Regions from separate parts of the Mus musculus genome. Here region 1 is linked to region 2. A link is a contact called in public Hi-C data. All regions are on one chromosome and are shown on one strand. The core of a region is the stretch at or near the end of the contact, and the rest is flanking DNA. Distances in the headings are between cores, read along the strand shown. Region 1 overlaps Dcps (decapping enzyme, scavenger). Region 2 overlaps Kirrel3 (kirre like nephrin family adhesion molecule 3).

Region 1 (4,912 bases), core at 343-2,842, 310 kb after region 2:
AGCTGAGAATCTGGAGGGAAAAAAATGGGAGAGGAGACTGCATACTCTCAGGTTTGCATAAGAGGAAAACATCACCAGTCATGGAAGAAATACCAAAAGAAATCCATCAAACATGATTGATGCTGAGTCCAGGACAGCAGCCTGCTTAGAAAAGGCTGAGAAGAGCCAGGGATCAGCAAAACAAAAACAAACAAACAGAAAAAAAAGATACAACAGTGTATTGGGCACAGAGGACTAAAGTTGCAGGAATTTCACTTTAAGGTCCATGGGATAGGCCACAGTGAGCTGTAATTCAGAAGCTGAGAACAGAGAAGCATGGGGGACTGGGGGGGGGGGGTGGTCAGGGCAGGGGTGGAGGCAGGGGCGGGCGTCACACAGGCTCTAGGTAGGTCCTGACTAGGATGCCTGGTGCTGGAGAGCTAATAGTCAGAATACTTTGGTAACACTGACACCTTGTGGCTATGGAATGCCTGTCCCAAAGGGAAAAAAAAAAAAGGAATCTGTGGATACTTCAGTTATTCTCCTTGTACTGCTGAAATATGCTAAAATTTATGTCAGTGCTAATAATAATTTTGGCAAGCCCTTATAGTAAACATGCCTTCTAATGTTCATTTTTCTGTAAATAAGTCAAGCCTCTGGGTAATGGGCAACCTGACTTTGTAACTTCAAGTTGCTGGACTCCCAGCTGCCTTAACCAAAGGTCAGTCAAACAGCCAGGCAACGCTGACCACTTTAAATGTTCCAGGGGATGGCATGAAGAAACTATACAACAATTACAGCTAATTGTCTGGTTCCTGATGGGCAGCCCCAGCTAGCTTTGGCTATTTCAAATAGTTTATGACTAGATTTTTTTTTTCTATTACATTGCTGAACTCTAGAGGACTTGGCAATCATTTACCCACAGGCCAGAGGCCACAGGTCACTAATTCTAATGACCTAGCAAAAGGACTACTTGTGCATGTGAAGTGTGCTGTGATTTTTTTTTCCCCCAATTCCCTCTCTGGCTGTGAGCAGTACTCAGTTCACTCAAGTAAACTGAGAAATGATTGCCAGCTCCTGAAGGTGCAGCTCCAGCCACAACCGGTTCAAACAGTTTGTATCCGAGTTCCTGCCATCACAACCCTCAGTAGGCTGTGATATTCTGTAACCAGGTCTATTCGGGCTAGAGAGAACAATTATCCTGATGGATGCTGAGGGGCTGCTGTGACTGGTACAGGAGGAACAATGCCTCAATTCATGGGGACACAAACGTTCATTTGCATGATCCCCTCCTTGGCTCTATAAGCAGATAGGCTAGGAGACATTCTTCTGCCCAATTATTCCCAACAAATGTCCTCTCGTAAGTGGTCTTTTCTTGCCTACTTTTGTTAATGGAGCAGAGATGGAAACACAAAGAAAAAGCAACAGGCACAGCACAGTGGCCAGGGTGGCAGCAGCCAGACAGTTCACGAGTGGACAGAGCAAAGGAGGGGGAGAGAAGCGAGAAGAGAGACGGGGACTGGAGAGGCAACTCAGTGGTTAACAACACTGGCTGCTCCTCTACAGGATTAGGGTTTGTTCCCAGCTCCCACGTGATCCCTACAACTATCTGTAATTCCAGTTCCAAGAAATCTAATGTCCTCTGCTGGCCTCCAAAGGCACTGACCACACATGGTACTTAGACACACATGCAAACAAACACCCACATATGTAAAATACAAATTTTTTTTTTTTTAAGAAGGGAGAAGACAAGAAGGGGCAGAGGTGAAAAGGGATAAAAGACTAATAAGGAGACAGATAGGAGGAACTACGGGCTCTGTTCGCTAGAAGAGCTCCTGGAAACCATGAACTCATTAAAATCAACATTATCAGACACCCTAAGACAAAAGCTGCAACACTGGCTAGTATCAAATGCTATGGAATACTGACTTACACAAGAACTCTAACACTCTGAGCTAAGGGTCTTGATATCTGAGGCCTGAACAAGGACTGGATGGAACACTGTGTCTGCATGCTTGAATGCCTGCCGGCTGCATGGTTGCTACCACAACTGTCAAGCACTGGGAGATAGACAAGCTGTCAAAGACCAGCACATGAAGAGCTTCTCCTTAACCGCCTATGACGTGATTGCCTGTCTTCCTACATGTAGTAAAGGGGATTACACCTAGGGCCTCAGACCCGTGCAAGCACTCCACTGTTAAGCCACAACCTTAGTGTTCTTTCACTTTTTATTTTCAGACAGCATCTCACTAAATTGTTCAGGCCAGTCCTGAACTCCCTCTATGGCCCACACATTTGAGCCTTTTGCTTCACCTTTCCAGGAGCTAGGACTACAGGCCTATGCCCAAAGCTGAACTCTTATCCAAAGTTTCCATTCAGGTAGGAGGACCCACAGCATTTGTCTCTCTGTCTCTTCACAATAACTCACAGCCCTCTTGCCCTGCCCTAAACATGCCTAAGGTCAGAGATAGCATCTTACTGGACTCTGAAGCAACGGTACTTAGCACTGAGGCCAGCACACCAAAATAATCATAGTAACTACTACTAAATAGATGCTGACTGCTTCTGAATAATGCACAAATATATTCTTGAATTTCACCTATGCAGTACCTATGAGAACTTCAAATGCAAACCACAAATTTATTTCAATACCAGCTGAAGGTTTTTGGAAAGGCCAAGAATGAGAAATAATGGCAGGCATCCCCAGCAAACAGTGTCTTTTAAAGACTAATATCTTTCTAACTATAATGTCCATATGACTTGTACGGAAGTCCAGCTAGCACAAGGGCTGAGTTCTGTAGTCTGCAATAGAGTCTGGAATTCTGTGCCTGAGAAGCACCTAGGTGGTGCTCACAGTACCACTCCACAGACCACATTCTGAATGGCAAAAACCTGGAAAACAGACTGGGAAGCGATGACCAGCGGGTTCTATTTGACTTACCACCTGAGTGAACACCCAGCAAGCTGGAAGTGATACATTCATTATTAGAGGTGTGGAGAAAGAAAAACAAAGAGGAGGAAACCACTCATGCCTCACAAAGCCTAGGATATTTACTTTGGTTCTTTATAGAATGAATCTGCCAACTTATTATTTATAAAGTCACCCATGGGCAGGATAAATAAGTCAATAAGGGAGAAGCACAGTTCAGGCCCTGAATCCAACTGTTGTGACTTCCAAATCTCCATGCTAGGACTAGATAGGGAAGGCAAGCCCACAAAACAAAGTCCATCTGCTAAGGAGACAGGGAGAGAAGAGCTCCCATCCCAGGTAGGTTTGGGTGATCATGGGGAAAGGGTTATGGAGACACGTGGGACTGGGTCAGGAGGAGCCCTCACCAACTGCCACTTTCAATACTCATCTTGTGCAGTGTCGCAGAAGTACTGTGGTGGGGTGGAGGGTAGGGGGTGGGAGGAAGACTTTGTGAATGCACCAGGGGTGATCTCAGCACAGGACCTTGTGGGCTCTGGCTAGGGATGGGGATGTCAGTGGAAGAGCTGGGAGGAGACAAGTGGAATGACAGTAAGCAATGGCCTAGGTGGCTTTAGGTCAGGTAGTTCTGGCTACAGTGCCTTCTGTCATGCTGCTGCCCCGCGTCAAAGAATACATTTGCTTAAAGGTCAACACTTAAGAAAATAAATGCAGCTGTCCATTTCCATCAACTTAAGCCAAAAAATCTGGCTATCTTTCAGAGAAAAGGAGGCTCTTGTGCTGTCTGCTCTGAAAGGTTTGCTTGTCTTATATCAAGTGATCACATGCATTTTCAAAGAATAACAATAGCCCTCAGTTATAGAGCTGTAGAAAATACTATTGAAAATGACACTGGGACAGGATATCTGGGAAGCTGACTTGTTCTTAAACGCTGAGGGGCAAATTACAACACACCATGTGTCCAAAGCATTTTAGAACTTCCTGGATGGGAACCATGAAGGTCAACCCATATCCCTCATATACTGCCTACAAGATCTTGACATATCATGTCTTTCTTGAGGCACAGAATGATTACCTTTTTGGTAAATTAAAAAATGCTTTCAAGGCTAGAGAGACGGTTCCGTATTTAAGCAATGGCTGCTCTTCCAGAGACTCAAGTTCAATTCCTAGCTCCAATATAGCAGCTCCTAAGTCTCTGTAACTCAAGTCCCAGGAGACCTAACACTCTCTTCTGGCTTCTGTGGGCACTGCACACACACAGTGTACAGACATATATGCACACACCCATACACACACCCACACAAATATTTTCAATCAAAAACAAACGTTTGTTAGCCATAGGTTTCTGCTCAACTCAAATTCATCCTGCTTGATCGCGCTGTTTGTCTCTTCTAGCGGAATGTGGGATTCTTCAGGGAGTAACAACGTGTGCAGCACCCAGCACGGAACATAGCATATGGTGTCAGAGTGTGGTGAGAGCTCAGCCCACTGAAACACTTCCTTTTCCTGCCACCTATTGCTGTGTGATTTTGAATTGGTTACTTAGCTTTCCAAACCTCCATTTCCTTACCTATAAAACCCTCTCACAACAGTGCTGTTCTATGAATTAAATGTATTAAATACTATATCCCGAGTTAGTATAATAGTAAGGGTGTTAAAAGTGTTGGAAATTGAGCTGGAGAGATGGCTCAGTGGTTAAGAGCGCTGACTGCTCTCCCAGAAGTCCCGAGTTCAATTCCCAGCAACCACATGGTGGCTCACAACCATCCGTAATGGAATCCTATGCCCTCTTCTGGTGTGTCTGAAGACAGCTACAGTGTACTCATATAAACAAAATAAATACATCTTTAAAAAGAAAATGTTGGAAATGATCAATTATGCTCACAAACAGATGGATTTATTATTCCATCCCATGAATCAGAATTACTGCACCCAAATATACTGGACCAGGAAGGATTTCTCAACCTTAGCATCCATGGCAGTTCTCTGCCGTGGTAGCCAACC
Region 2 (4,807 bases), core at 1,732-4,231:
AAATCTCTCTATCTCTTAAGTTGTTTCCAGTATTTTGTCACAGCAACAGTTGGCTAGCATAACGCGGTGATTGGGAGTGTGCAACAGGCCTGCCAGAACCAGGCTCTGAGGAGCCCCGTGGAACAGTGTGTGGTCTGAAGGCAGGCAAAGAGCAGAGCAGCGCACTGTTGGCAGCCGAAGCCAATGAGCCAAACTCAGACATAAACTTGGCTAGGCCAGATCTAAGACAGCAGATGGGAGAGAGGCAGCCCCGATAATCAGGGCGTACATAGGGGGCTACTGTGCCCTTGGAAGCTAGAAGTAAGGGGCGGGGGGGGGGGGATAAGACCTGGTGCCTGCCATCTCTGTCACAGATGGTCGAGAGACCTCCGTGTAGGTCTTAGAGATGTATATCCAATAGTCAAAACTTCCCAAGCTGGTCCCCAGTGACATGGCTAAAGCTGCAACATCTGGAATAGTGTTCTTGGCTTTCTGAGAAAACAGCTTTGTCCATACCTAAATAGAGACCACTGAGGTCAGTTCCACTGGCCAATGCTCTGAGGGAGGTGGTAAGCTTTCCAAGAGACCCAGAAACAGATGCACCCAGGCAGGACCCATCCTCCCACATGCTACCTGAAGTCCTAGCCCACAAAAGCAAGGGAATGGCCCCTTCAAACTTTCATTATTGGCTCCCCCAACCCCTTTGGTCATAGCACCAGGTCATGTGTTTGCCCAGTGGTCCACAAACCACAGCTCCTCTTCAGACTGAGTGACAACAATGTTGGTCATTATCCCTTCCTTATTGTCATGAGGTGGAGGACAGGCCAGGTTGGCCTGTCATTCTTGAGCCTCATTGCTTTGGAAACTGTTCACCAAAATATTCTTGCAAATGGGACATCAAAATGAACCCCAACCTCCAGGCACCATCCCCAGGCTGTCTTGAAGCAGGCGACAATGTGCATAATGGCTAACAGCACAGGCTCTGTAAGTAGGTCAGACTCATCTTTGCAACTGAACACATGTGTGACATTGGCCAGTTTACTTAACTTTGCCAAATCCGTTCTTTCATTAATAAGCTGAAAATCATCACAATACCTTTCAACAACATTGCTTGTTCTGTGGATCCAATGAAGCTACTATGTTTATAAAAATTTTACCTCATCTTCTGTTACACAGTAAATGGACAGTTGGTGTGACCTGTTCACAACAGAGAAACTGGCACAGGAAGAGTGGGACCCATGTGTGGGTGGCTTTCAGCCCTGGCTGCATGTTACATCACCCTGGGCCTGCCACCTCAAAGCGACTCCTCCAAACAATCAAATCTGCATTTCTGCTCAGGAATTAGGGGTCAGAGTTTTTACAGCTCTTTCAGGTAATTCCAACTTGCAGCCAAGGTTGATGGTCACCAGGACACGACCCACTACCCCAGTTCTTTCCAGATCCATTGGGGATCAAGTTTCTGTAGGTAAACATACTTCAGAGGTTCCCAGAAAAGAGCTTTGTGCCAAGCTGTCCCTGAAGGGCTCCAGCAGGCCAGAGCATGGCAAACATGACACTGTCCCTGCCTTTCCTTCCCCCTTACTAAATACCTTTAGCGACATAGCCACCTAGGTCTATTTCCTTATTTGGTCACTTCCCATCCATTACCAGCCCTAATTAACATGCCCAATTAAAATCAAACATCTCCTTCTCGCTCCAGGGTTTCCCCCTGTTCCCTTATCAACTACCTTTTGCCTATCAGCCATGTCTGCCTTCTTTCTCCAGAGACACTTTTGTCTCTCCCAGGGTAAATACCCCTCCCTCTCTTCCTTGCCCCTTCTCTTCTCCCTCATCCTCTATCTGCCAGTCTTTGTCTCTTATTCCCTGCCCTTTGTCCTTCTGTGACAAATAAATCTCCTTTTACTGAGAACTTGGTCTTGGTGTGTCCTGTTAGATTGTCCTTTTCAGTCACCTCGTTCTACATTCAGACTCATTTGTCCACTACCCCTCCCTCCCCCCCCCCCCACGCAGTGACCCTGCACTTGCCTTTCACAAAGTCGTTTGTCTTGACATCTCAGGTAGGTTGAGGAAGAATGCCTCATGCACGTCTTAAGGCAGGCGTAGCTCTGCTCCGTTGTCCATGCTCAGGACAGTCTAAGGGAAATCATACAGAATGAGTACCACATAAATAATGTCTAGCCAGTTCAGCCACCAGTCCCAGGAGAAGACACCCATCAGTTCTCCTGACCTGAGGGCAAGCTGCCTAGAGCCACACAGGTGTGGCTCTTGATTCCTTATGTTCATCAGAAGCTGCCCCTGGCCCTATTTCTTCTTGACATTTGGGCCTCAGCACATAGGGCACATGCAAGTCAGTGGGCAGTCAGCTAGGGCTCCTCAGCTTAGCACCAGTCTGTGTAGTGTTCAAGTTGGCCATGGTGTTAGCTCTTCCCCCAACTCTCCTATGGTACTAATTGCCCTCCATATCTCTTTCACAACAAATACCTCTCTGGTGTGACTGCCTCTGCCTCCAACTCACAGGGGTGACTCATTTATTTAATAGGATGCCAAGCAACTTCGATGAGCTGCCTGCCTGCCTACAATAGGTGGCTGCAGGGTTCTCGGAGGACATGCCCCCTGCACAGCTTGTCCTCCATGTTAAGTCGCTCATCCCATGCCAGAAGCACCAGGTCTGAGACTCCAAGAAATGCAAGCTGGAGCTGGTAACCAGGAGGCAAGGGGACCCAGCACTTTGCTTCTAACTAGTTTCTCCTTCCCCATTCCTGTACTGGGGAGAGGGGAGGATCTTATTGCAGCAGGGCCAGGTGCCCGGATCAGCTGATCAGCGCAGGGTGCCTTCAGAGCTCAAAAGCAAGAAGCTTTGTGACTAAGGAAGCCATTTGGGGAGGGGCAATCGTAGTTTTACCTACCTGGGAAGATGCTGGTGGAATGCCAGACAGGCACCTCCTAGGGACAGAGGAAGGGCACCAGAGGCTAAATGTAGCGGAAAAGCAAGGTTAGTGAATTTAATGAGGTGATCTTAGGCAGCTTAATTCTCGAGATAGCCTGGGGCTAGAGGAGGAGCCCTGCTCAGGAAGTCTGAGAGTTAGATGTAGTCCACTAATTAGATCTCACAAAGCCTTTGGTTTGTGTGTGTGTGTGTGTGTGTGTGTGTATGTTTTAGTCATGTTTGCACGGGCTGCCAGGTGGGTGGGAGGCTTTTTGGATGGGGGTTTCTCTAATCTCTCCTTTTTGCAATCCTGCCTTCCTCCCTACCTGCCCTGAAAGAGGCTCTCTACCACCCACACTCACTCCAGCTACATTTCTACAATCGGTACACAAACCAAGCTACCACGCCCACACTTCTGGGTTGGTGAAATACAGGGCTGAGAATGATGCCAGAGACATCGTTCACAGGGGCTCCACATGCCCTTGGACTCTGCTGAGACTGAGCAGCCGAGATAGTGCCCAGACAGTCCCCTCTCCCTTACCAAACCACCTCCCCCATTGTGATGACCAGGGCGCCTCGCTGCACCTATGGGCTATAAGCTCTCAATCAGTGACTGAGGTTCACCTTGCTCGACTAAACCCAAAGAGAAGGAAGGGGAGCTCCCAGGAGGCAGGTGGCCCATCAGCAAGTCATGAAGGTCTCAGTTTCTCCACCTGTAAAGTGGCTGGCAGAAGAGGCCATGGCTGGAAGGATGCAGAATGGGAGCTTTGCTTTGACCTTGCTAGGAAGGCTGTGGATGTCATGTCTGGGCTCTGAGGACAGTAGAAGCCACTGAATGCCTACATAATTAAGAACAGCCAGCAATTAAGAACAGCAATAGGAAGGACATCTTTGGACCTGGAGGCAGGAGCTGAATGCCTGCTCCCAGGAGATGACCCACCTGTGGAGAGCCTGCTCCCCCCAGTGGAAGGAGGCTGCTATGGCCAGCTAGAGGCCTGCACCCTGTGAAGAAGGCAGAGGAAGGCAAGTCTGTCCTTTCTCTCCCATCGAAGAGCTGGCACACTTAAAACGGAAAGCAGACCCAGCCCAATCAGACCTGATGGTTCTGTTCAAACCATCTACAGTTTGGCATTAAGGCAAAATCTGTGCCTGGCCACTCACGTTTCAGTTTCCTTCTCTGTGAAAGAGACAGCAGCTAATCTCAGCTCTATCATGGAGCTGAGCTCATGGAGTGGACTGCCCTATTCGTCCTCGTGGCTAGACCCCAAAGATTCCTTGGCCTCCTGGAAGGTTCTGGCCACTCCACAGCCTCCAGGTAAGCCCGGCTGCTGGAGAGACTCTCCTCTTGGTAGGGAATAAGAAATAAATGTTTAACGAGGCAGATGAGAGGGCATATCACTATGAGTACCAGGCTGAGTAGCAGCAGTCCAGCTCCAAAGTGGCTCACTTCACCCGGTTACCTCCCCCACACCCATGGCATCCCACCCTTAGATGCCTTCCTGTCTTTGATCAGCCTGCACTTCTAGCGAAGAAATGGCAGCAGGGTTGGGGGAATGTACATGGAGAAAAACGAGCGTGTTGTGTGTGTGTTAAAGTTTTAATGCCCCTACAGGGTTCTAGGGAAATGTCCCCAGAAGGATAAACATGCTCTGAGTCTCCTCCCCTCACAGCCTACTGTGAACCAAGTTACAAATGTTGGAAACCTGGACTGGCTCTCTCCATCCTCACTCTGAGGTCACCTTGCCTTGCCTCCCATCCTGCGGTGGTGTACAGGATCCCCGCTGCTGTCAAAGTGTGGAGCCATCTGGGATTTGGCCCAGTGACCACTCTAAGGTGGCAAACCATGAACAGCAGACCCCAGGATGTCTGGACTTCCTTTCCCCCATGGTCCTATGAAATAAT

What was found. A called contact is a pair of places that touch in the nucleus more often than the background predicts.
Region 1: a contact with region 2 is called in a Hi-C map of cerebral cortex, with 4 times the contacts expected there. The contact joins two enhancer-like sites. A contact is called at or near these places in 5 of 39 promoter capture datasets (the HPC-7 cell line, embryonic stem cells, liver and 2 more), 2 of 15 datasets of contacts at CTCF or cohesin (the G1E-ER4 cell line and embryonic stem cells), 81 of 484 Hi-C or Micro-C datasets (the Ba/F3 cell line, DN3 thymocytes, ECoMG-derived neutrophils and 38 more), 3 of 115 datasets of contacts at active chromatin or transcription factors (bone marrow-derived dendritic cells, embryonic stem cells and kidney) and 1 of 9 other capture datasets (adipose tissue).

What each region holds. Positions count from the first base shown.
Region 1 is chr9:35,165,914-35,170,825 of GRCm38.p6, forward strand. The region is part of intron 2 of Dcps (decapping enzyme, scavenger); the gene reads right to left. Among named protein-coding and RNA genes, the nearest start is that of Dcps, 7.6 kb to the right of the region's middle. Within about 2 kb of position 1,593, at least 52 of the 459 cell types and tissues checked have an H3K27ac peak or open chromatin away from gene starts, as enhancers often do. A contact at or near this core is called in cerebral cortex, where this site is marked.
Region 2 is chr9:34,858,115-34,862,921 of GRCm38.p6, forward strand. The region is part of intron 1 of Kirrel3 (kirre like nephrin family adhesion molecule 3); the gene reads left to right. It overlaps Gm45955 (a long non-coding RNA gene), which reads right to left. Exons shown (of 4, transcript XR_003948314.1): 3 at 2,886-3,744; 4 at 1,987-2,112. Among named protein-coding and RNA genes, the nearest start is that of Gm33561, 5.3 kb to the left of the region's middle. Within about 2 kb of position 2,982, at least 8 of the 459 cell types and tissues checked have an H3K27ac peak or open chromatin away from gene starts, as enhancers often do. A contact at or near this core is called in cerebral cortex, where this site is marked.